Regions from separate parts of the Mus musculus genome. Here region 1 is linked to region 2. Evidence: chromatin contacts called from public HiChIP or PLAC-seq data. All regions are on one chromosome and are shown on one strand. The core of a region is the stretch at or near the end of the contact, and the rest is flanking DNA. Distances in the headings are between cores, read along the strand shown. Region 1 has its middle 54 kb from the start of Atp13a3. Region 2 holds the start of Atp13a3 (ATPase type 13A3).

Region 1 (4,751 bases), core at 71-2,570, 55 kb before region 2:
TTTCTCCTTGCCTTTCTACAATAAAGCTCTAAAACTATAGACTGTCTCTGCTCATCAAGGCCCGTCGTGCTTGAACAATGGGATAGGCTTTCCCCTAAAGAGCTACATTTAATCTCCCACTGGAAGGCCTTCCTGTGTTCCAGCCACCGGACTGGATCAAGGACTCTCGCCTGCATGAGAACCACCCAGCAGCCCCTCTCTCCCTCCCTTCTCCTCTCTTTGACTGAGCTGCCCCTGGGGCCTTCACTTTGTTCTCATCTCTTCCACAGTATCCAGCAGCGTCTGGGACACCCGAGACTGAGAACCTGTTATCTCTGGCCTCACGAGGCCCAGAGACCTTGGACTGCCTCTTGTCCACCCACTGTGGTCTGGGGTCCATGGCTTCCCACAGCCAGACACTCACCTGGGGCCGAGTGGAAAGCATGTGGCAGTACTCTGAGTCTGCACCGGAACTCTGGCAGAACTCAGGTTTTCTCCCATTCCCTTTATTCCCCCACACCCGCTGCCCAACAGTTTGGGGCTGGTGAGATGGCTCAGTGATTAAGAGCAATGACTGTTCTTCCAAAGGTCCTGAGTTCAATTCCCAGCAACCACATGGTGGTCCACAACCATCTATAATGGGATCTGATGCCCTTTCTGGTGTGTCTGAAGACAGCTACAGCGTACTCATATACATAAAATAAATTAATAAATCTTTCAAAAAGATTGGAGAGTTTTAAAAGAATCAGAACAAAGGAAAATGCAGCATTTTTTTGTTTAAGACAAATGTTTTACTGAACCAGGGCGATTAAAACATTTGCATAAAACTCTTCCAAAGTAAGGGAGATAAAAACACAAGTGGTTTAGTAACTGTACTTATAGATACAAATAGAGAAGACATACTTAATGTTTCTTACACTGAAAGCTTGGATGCTGAGTCCCAGGATTTCATGCATGCTTGATGGCGCTCTTCCCTGAGCCACACTCCAGAACGTGCCATTTTAAGTACCCTGAGAAAGGAAGCATCCAACCAGTACTTGTGGGACAGGGCAGGGCATGGACGCAGATGGAGTCGTTAAAGGCAATTCTTTCTTGATCTCTACATCAGAACTGGCTTTTTGCTAAGAGTGAGAAGATTTGGGATTTGAGTGGCATGGGGGGAGGGGCGGTTCAGGATGTTCTCCGTGGAGGTACTGAAGCCCAGAGAAGCGAAGCAATTTGCCTGGAGTCTTACAGCAAATCAGTGGGACTCCTTTGAAGATAGGCCAAGAGTTGAGGCTGCCCGGGCGCTTGTTCCCTGCCAGCAGCTGTCCTCCCTGTGGCTTCTCTCCGCCAGGTGTAGTGCGGCAGGCTTCCAAGTCTTAGGAAATGCTCGGTCACTCCCTCATTTACAGTTTTCCACATGAGAGGGACTAGGACAATATTAAAGGCTAACATGATCCAGTTGCCTTCTGTCTCACCCCTTAAAGGGAAGTCCAGAGTTCCCCTCCTGCCCTGTCAATGCTATTTGAGAGCACATCTGTGGACCAATCCCCTTGAACCTGGGAAATGAAGACATAGTTTCTAGAAAACTTCCTTTCCTAAACTTGAACACAGATAACATATTCATTTGCACACATACCACCTTGTTTTTGGAAAGGGTCCAAGGCCTTGAGGGGCTATCAGTTGCTAAAAAACAAACCCTACTGTTTAGTGTGGGTGTGTGAATGCTCCACACAACTAGGTTTGGCTATTACAGGTTCCACTCATTAATTCCTAGTGTTTCACAAAGGGTTGAGAGCTCATTTTACACATGAATACAGAATAGATGGCAAATTAAAATTCCTACCCACAAATCTGGTCAAATTAGAAAGAGAACAGGAGGGTAGAGAGGGGCAAGGAGAGATGACTTAGCAGTTAAGACCATGTGCTGTTCTTGCAGAAGACCTGGACAGAAGACCCAGTTCCAGTTTCCAGAACCTACATGGTGATTCACATCCAGCTGTAACTCAAGTTCAAGGGGATCTGACACCCTCTTCTGATCTTTGAGGGCACTAAGCACACATATAGTGCACCTATATACATGCAGGAAAAACATTCATATGCATAAAATAACTAAATTGTGTGAGAGAAGTGAGGGGTGAACCCGGAGGGAGTGATCATGCTTTCCTCTTTAGATGGGCCAGCTGAGCTAATGCAGCATTTTGGGAGTTAGTTACATAGATGGGAACCCTATCTGAAGGCCAATGAGAAGACTCATATCCTTGCTACAGCAGGAAGCAAGCTTTGGCCATGGGTGATGTCACCACATTCTTCAACATAGGATGCAGTCTCCTGCTTGTCCCACAGCCAGCTAGTACACAGGAGCTGTAGAGTGGCCTTTTCTGACAGACTGACTCCCCAGTGACTCAAGACTCAGCTGAGCTTGGTCTGTCTTTTTGCCCTATTTCCTGGGAAATTACCCTGATGTTGTAATTCCATGATTGTGTTAAGTCTGTGTTTATGTACTTTCTTGGGATCCGGGAATTTGGAGATGGATAACATTAAACCCCTGTCCTCAAGGAGTTTGTGTAAAGAACTATCATAAAGAAGTATTCTATCTGGGTGTGGTGGCAGGCACTTGAGGCTGGGGCAGGAGGGTACTCAGTTCAAGGCAAACCTGGGCACTTAGACCAGATGGGTGGATAGAGATAGATGGATGGATAGATGATAGATAGATAGATAGATAGATAGATGGATAGATAGATAGATGGATAGATGGATAGATAGATATAGGTGGCTAGGTACACACATAGATACAATGATAGATAGCTGCCTATAGGTAGATAGGTAGATAGATAGATAGATAGATAGATAGATAGATAGATAGATAGATAGCAGGCAGGCAGACAGACAGACAGACAGACAACTTCTAACTTTCTAACTTTGAGAAGTCTCAATAAAAGGACAAAATCTAAGTTTTCAGGCATTATAGTCTGAGCACCGGATTCTTTCTCTCTTTCTCTCTTTCTTCCTTTCTTTCTTTCTTTCTCTCTCTCTCTCTTTCTTTCTTTCTTTCTTTCTTTCTTTCTTTCTTTCTTTCTTTCTATTAACAGGAGCTATTTAATTTTCTAATCACCACTTTCCATCTCTATAAACTGAAAGAAAAGATTTAATATATTATGAAATATCTGTACATAGACAAGGTTCACCCAGTGGGGGTCAAAACCAAGAGAGAGAAAGGAATACAGTGTCAGAAACCTGTAAATCAGGAAGAAGGAGAGCCCCGGACTCTTAGTAATAGTCTTTGGCTCATGCAGGGTGTTGTGTGCCAGAGTACCTGAGAGAGGCAGCTGGACTTTAATCTTTTCCCTGAATATTCAGAGGGCCGGATTGCAGAAACTACTTCCCTCTCCAACCAGGCACAGGTTTGTTAGCATGTTAGGATTCAGTCTCCATTTATATTTAACTTGATGTTGGCAATGACTTTCCACGTACTCTCCCTGATTTCGGCTCAGGACCACAAGAGGAGGCATTTCCCTTAGCTAGCTCCCTGACTGCTGAAGTGATGAAATGAATTATATTTACAGAAGATGAATAATAAAAGAAGCACCTGTCACCCACCAGTGCCCTGCAGCCTGGCTAGGCATCCTTCTCTAGTTTCTTGCTTCCCTAGATACCTCCACTGACTTTTAGGGGGTGTTTGTTTGTTTGTTTGTTTTGTGTTTCATTATTGTTGTTGTTTTGTTTTTGTTTTTGTTTTGAGACAGGATCTTTATATAGTCCTGGTTGTCCTGGAACTTACTATGTAGACCAGGCTGGCCTTGAACTCACAGCAACCCAACTGTTTCTACCTCCCATATGCTGGAATGGAAGGCATATGCTATCATACCTGGCTGCAAAAGTTCTTCTGAAGAAGGCAGAGATCAAAGTCACAGGCAAGAGAGATCCAGAGTCAAAGACCATACAATTTAAAGGATCCCTTAGGAAAGCCCCTTTAAGCTAGGCTGAGACAGGAGCATTGCTATATTGCTGTGAGTTTGAGGCTAGCTTGGGCTACAATATGAGACTCTGCCTGAACAACAGAAGGAAGAGCGCTGTCTTGGTTTCTTTTCCTGTTGCTGTGATAAAGTCAGAATCTATCAGAAGCGATTGAAGGCAGACCGGCATGGTACACAGGGCCAGTGACAACCCTTTAGTTTATATGTCAACGTTTTAAGTACAGGACTTTTGGAAGGGCATAGAACATGGGCATAGGGCTAAGTTTGACTAGTAAAAACATCTATAGCCATGAGGCCTGTGGCCTAGCAGCTGACCGACCACACTCTGTGAAGACACCGAATATCCCATAGACATCACATCAGAGGGAGAGAAGTTTTGTAGATTCTGCCTCTAGGTTTCCAGTCCATGGCCAACTCTCGAGAGAAGGTAGCTTCAGAGACTGGGGCTTTATTTATTTATTTATTTATTTATTTATTTATTTATTAAGAAGAAGAAGAACCACCTCTGCAAGTTCATCTAGAGAAATCTATCAGAAGAAATAAATGAGTGGGAATTCCATGTTGAACTATTCTTGTTTCTTTTATTCTTCCTTTACCCCGGCAGTATTGATATACAAAAGTCAAACTGGCCTATTTTCCCCTTTCTCTCCTTTAATTATTTGCTACATTTCAAAGTCTTTTGACATGTTCAAACATGTATACAATGTGTCTGGATAATATGGGGGGAGGAAACTTCCCATTCCCTCTCCCCCTGAATATCCCCCAACACATCTCTCTCTCTCTCCCTCCTACCTTTATGCCCACCCCTCCACG
Region 2 (4,488 bases), core at 1,770-4,269:
GTTGCTGGGATTTGAACTCCGGACCTTTGGAAGAGCAGTCGGGTGCTCTTACCCACTGAGCCATCTCACCAGCCCCCTAAATTTTTTTTTAAAGAAAACTTTGGTTGAAGTCTGGGCTTTTCAAGTTTGTTTGTCTGTTTGTTGTCTTGACACAGGGTCTCCTATAGTCCAAGTTGTTTGATTTTTGTTGTTGTTGTTGTTTTTGTTTTGTCTTGTTTTTGAGGCAGGGTTTCTCTGTATAGCCCTGGCTGTCCTGGAACTCACTTTGTAGACCAGGCTGGCCTTGAACTCAAAAATCTGCCTGCTTCTGCCTCCCGAGTGCTGGGATTAAAGGTGTGTGCCACCACGCCCGGCTCCTACTGTGTTTTAAAACCCCAGTGCTGGCCTGTGGAATGGCAGGCAGGTACCAAGCCTGACCACCTGAGTTCCATCCTTGGGACCCACAGCATGCAACCAGAGAACCAACTCCATAATAAGATTGCCCTCTGACATCTGCTCTTGTGCCATGATGTGTCCCTCACCCCCACAAATACATGTAATAGCAAACCAAAAAAAAAAAAAAAAAAAAAAAAAAAAAACCTGAGTGCATTGACCTTAGGACTTTAAGTAGTTGTGCATTTTAGACAGGACTTTGGAGGCAGTGTGGAGGATGTGTTCATCCAAAGAAGGCCGTTGGAGGCTGCCAAAGAGGCATAGCTTAGAAAGAATGGGTGCCAGAGGAATGGAGGTAGGAATTTGACGTGAAACAGATAGGGCTTGGTGACTCATCATGGGTGACTCATCTATTCCTAATTTCCTAATTCAAATGGTTATGTGATGGCAGTGCTCATAGTTCTGGGAGGGGCAGTTTTAAAGGCAGAGGGTTTTGGACAACTGTTGGTGTTTCTTGGTGAGCTCTCCATAGAGATGCATGACAAGCCGTTGGATATTTGAGTCTCTGTTTGGTAAAAGGCATCTGGCTGATGTGGGAGTTCAAAGCCAAGGGTGGAGCTGATCCTCCCAGAGTTGAGTGCAGCCGAGTGGGCACAGCTGTGGGGCTTAGGTGCTGCCCTGCATTTCAGGTGCTGCTTCACAACTGGTGCCACGGAGGAAGGCAGAGAGGTCTTAGTTACAGAGACTTGACAACTGGGAGAGCAAAATCCTTTGCAAGCTGAGGCAGTAGAGTAATTTCAGAAGGTGAGAACACCCACAGTGTCAAATGTGGCAGAGAGATGCTGAGAGGTAGTACCGAGGACAGTTCTGCAATGGTGGATGACAAGGTCAAGGGTTACTGTCAGTTGAGCTCTCTCTCTCTCTCTCTCTCTCTCTCTCTCTCTGTGTGTGTGTGTGTGTGTGTGTGGTTAGTTTGCCACGAGTTGAGGAATGAGGAAGTACAGGCAGGCCAGGGGGAGACCCACTGTTTAAGAGGTGTGCATAAGAGGGTCAGAAACACTTGATGGCTAATTGAAGAGGGCACTCTAAGTGGATGGTTGGCTTGACAGTTTTATTTATAGGACCAGGAGAGGCTTGTGCTTGTTAAAATCTGCGAGGTAAATAACCAACTGCTAAGGAAGCTGTCAGGAGTGTGTGCAGGGTTTTTTCAGTTCTACCCAGACTTCCTCAATCCTAGACTACTTACGTACTCCAACACAAGTGAGCTAGGGAACACACGGAGGGCTGAAACCCAATGGGGAGCAGGAGCTGGGAAGCCACAGCTGTGGCTCATCGTCATTTACTGTGATGTCCACATTACCTGGTAAAAAGAATTTCGTGGTTGCCATCCAGCCCTTCACCACTGCGGTTGGAAAGCAGGATCAGCATCCTTACTGTTCCCATTGAAGTGTATTAGGGCCACGTATCTGGGGCACATTACCGACCCAAATGAGGTGCTACTCTCTGCTGCGGACCAAGAGGCAGGATGCTCCATGCCTCTGGTGGACGGTGCCCAAGTATGGGAACAGGAGCTGAACACAGCTGTTCCCTCCTCTAAGACAGTCAAGCAGCTAAAAGTTATGTTTGTAGGAAGGTAGGAGAACAAAGATGGCCAGGCGTCTGGGATGCAGGTGAGGTAGACTCAGAGTGGAAAGATGGCGGAGCTGGAGGCAGCAGGTGGCAGGCTCAGCTTCCCGCGCTCGACAGGGAGCGGAAGGCAGTGAAAACCAAAACCGCGATTTGAACATCCGGGCGAGGCAGTGCCCCAAGATAAATCTCCTGTGGAGGGAAGTATTTAATTTGCTTCCAGCTCTGTCGGAAGAAACTCCTCTCTGAGACCCGGCTGTCTTCCGTATGGAAGCTCTCTTACCTACCTGACTGTTCTCTGTCCCACGCCCGTGGGCTGGGCCAGGAGTTCCATTGGAATTAAAGTGTTCTTTTTGGTATAGGTGGGGATAAAGGAGGGAAAGAATCTGGGTCCAGAGCTAGGACTTTGCTCTCCACCTTGCCAGCACAGGCGTCCTTTATGATTGCCACCCTAGACAAGCCTGCACTTACCACTGGGCCTCAGTGTCTTTGTTTAGAAAATGGGGGTTTGGACTACGATCTCCTCGCATGGGAAGCGACACCTAAGTTGATCGCCTCCCGCAAAATGAGTCCTGAGCAGCATCCCGCTAGCAGTTCTCGCTTAGGCGGGCTGGGGGCCCCGTAGGCGAGGAGGTGGGCGGGACCGGAGGGTCGCCCCGCCCCCTGACGGCCCCTCCGCGCTGGGCGCTGGGATGAGGCAATCACGTGACCTCACATCCGGCGCGGGAGTCCTGAGCTCGCGGGGCGCTCCCCGTGTGCCCGCCGGCCCTCCCCGCAGCGTGACCGGGCGCCGTGGCCGCGGGGAGGGGGTCCGCTTCGTCGCCGACGGCGGGAGACCGCTTCGCAGCACAGACCGTCCTCCTCCCCTGCCGGTCTTCCGCGCCGCGCTCCCTTGTTCTCGCCCTGCCCGGCTGCACGCCGCCGCCGCCGCCGCCCCGGGCGCCGACAGCGGAGCGCGGACGCCCCTGAGCCCGGTGCGGCCCGGGCCCCGCCGCGGCGCCTCTGTTCCCACAGCCGGAGCCGCGACGCGTGGCGGCGGACCCTCGAGCCCGAGCGACCCGCGGCCGCCGGCGCCGGCCGTGGGTGATGGGGCTGGGCTGAGGAGAGGCGGCGGCGGTGGCGAAAGCGGCCCCCCGGCCCCCTGCGGCCTTTTGGCTGCCCGGGCCGGGAGGCCGCGGAGAAGGCGGCACGGCGGCGCGGCTGGTGAGTGACTGGGCGAGCGGGGTGTGGGGCGGGAGGCGAAGGTGATGGGGAGGTTGGAGGAGGCGAACGGCGTCGCCCGGGTGGCGGGTACCAGGTGGGTCTGTGGCTGCTTCCTCGACTCGAATCGGACATCACCTCTCTGGGAAGGGGTATGTGTGTGACAGGGAGAGGGGTGCGGAGACCCGGCACTGTCTGGGAGCACGTGTACGTGTGGAGGTCTGGAGTGCACCCTCTGCGTGCCGGCCGGCCCCGCTAGGCCAGCCGCTCTAGAAAGTCCAGAAGGTGATGTGCCCGGAGCAAGAATGTGGGAAGGGCCCCAGATGGGTCCGTGCCGGTGCTGACTGTCCGAAGCCTAGTTCGGCCCCAGCCACCGACGAGTAAATCACCCTACTATCAGCACACTCTACACCGATAACCGAAGTCCAGAAAGGAAAGCGGACTTGAGGTGTCAACACTCCAGATTAAAGGGAGAGACGCAGGGCCGTGAGGACTAGAAAAGCCCAGACCCTTTTTTCGCTACGTACTCTCTGGCCTCGCCTTCACACAGACTGTGGGCCTGATTGATCGCTTTTCTGGTGGGGTGTGGAGTTGGGAGTGGAGGAAGGAGTAGCATTTGTCGACTGACAGTAACTGTTTGGGGCTTCCCAGTTTGGAAGGCTTTTGTGACAGGTGTTCATTGTTTATTTCCCCCTTAGGTCTGACAGAAGCACCCTAGGATCTTGGTGTCTGGATACATAAGAGGTATGAATCACTTACATAATTAGCTCCCAGTCATTAATGTTTTAGAGCTATATTTAGTGGCTTGTATTAGTGCAAAATGAATGGTTCTGGAGTCATAAACCCAGAAATTTATGTGATTCTGAACTGAATGGAACACGTTTGAGTATGTTAATGGTGATTTTTTTTTTTTTTGATCTGTGAAGCAGGACTGCAGGATTGTTTAAATCCAAGACATGTGGGGCCTTTTCGTGACGAATACAATTATAGAGGGTTTGAGGCTAATGTGAAAGTTTATTTGTTTTTACTTACATGTGTGCTTGAGTATGTATGTGAAAGGCGTGGATGCCCTCGGAGGCCAGGCCCTTTGAAACAGGTGGTTGTGAGCTGACTGCAGTGGTTAGGTCCTAAGAGCAGCACGCACTTTTTACTGCTGAGCCATCTTTCTAGCTCCAGTGCGATTTTATTCTGGAAGGGCCAGCACGTCATTAAACGGGCTCCACCTTTGATTAGAACCAAACCTTTTTTGCTAAAACTGGCATCAGTTTTGTTTTCCTGGAATATATGTGT

Evidence for each region. HiChIP or PLAC-seq counts read pairs in DNA pulled down with a chosen protein or histone mark.
Region 1: an H3K27ac HiChIP or PLAC-seq map of trophoblast stem cells shows a contact between it and region 2, with 48 read pairs. The contact joins the enhancer-like site here to the promoter of Atp13a3 in region 2. A contact is called at or near these places in 11 of 39 promoter capture datasets (the 3T3-L1 cell line, 3T3-L1-derived adipocytes, the C10 cell line and 5 more), 4 of 15 datasets of contacts at CTCF or cohesin (CD8 T cells, the G1E-ER4 cell line, the NIH/3T3 cell line and 1 more), 40 of 484 Hi-C or Micro-C datasets (the 3T3-L1 cell line, 3T3-L1-derived adipocytes, the C10 cell line and 24 more), 19 of 115 datasets of contacts at active chromatin or transcription factors (the 230-238 cell line, DN3 thymocytes, the HPC-7 cell line and 14 more) and 2 of 9 other capture datasets (adipose tissue and liver).

Annotation. Positions count from the first base shown.
Region 1 is chr16:30,440,195-30,444,945 of GRCm38.p6, reverse strand. No RefSeq gene overlaps it. Among named protein-coding and RNA genes, the nearest start is that of Atp13a3, 54 kb to the right of the region's middle. Within about 2 kb of position 1,320, at least 38 of the 459 cell types and tissues checked have an H3K27ac peak or open chromatin away from gene starts, as enhancers often do. A contact at or near this core is called in the NIH/3T3 cell line, adipose-derived mesenchymal stem cells, liver and 1 more, where this site is marked.
Region 2 is chr16:30,387,061-30,391,548 of GRCm38.p6, reverse strand. It overlaps Atp13a3 (ATPase type 13A3), which reads left to right and starts at 3,019. Exons shown (of 34, transcript NM_001128096.1): 1 at 3,019-3,201; 2 at 3,897-3,942.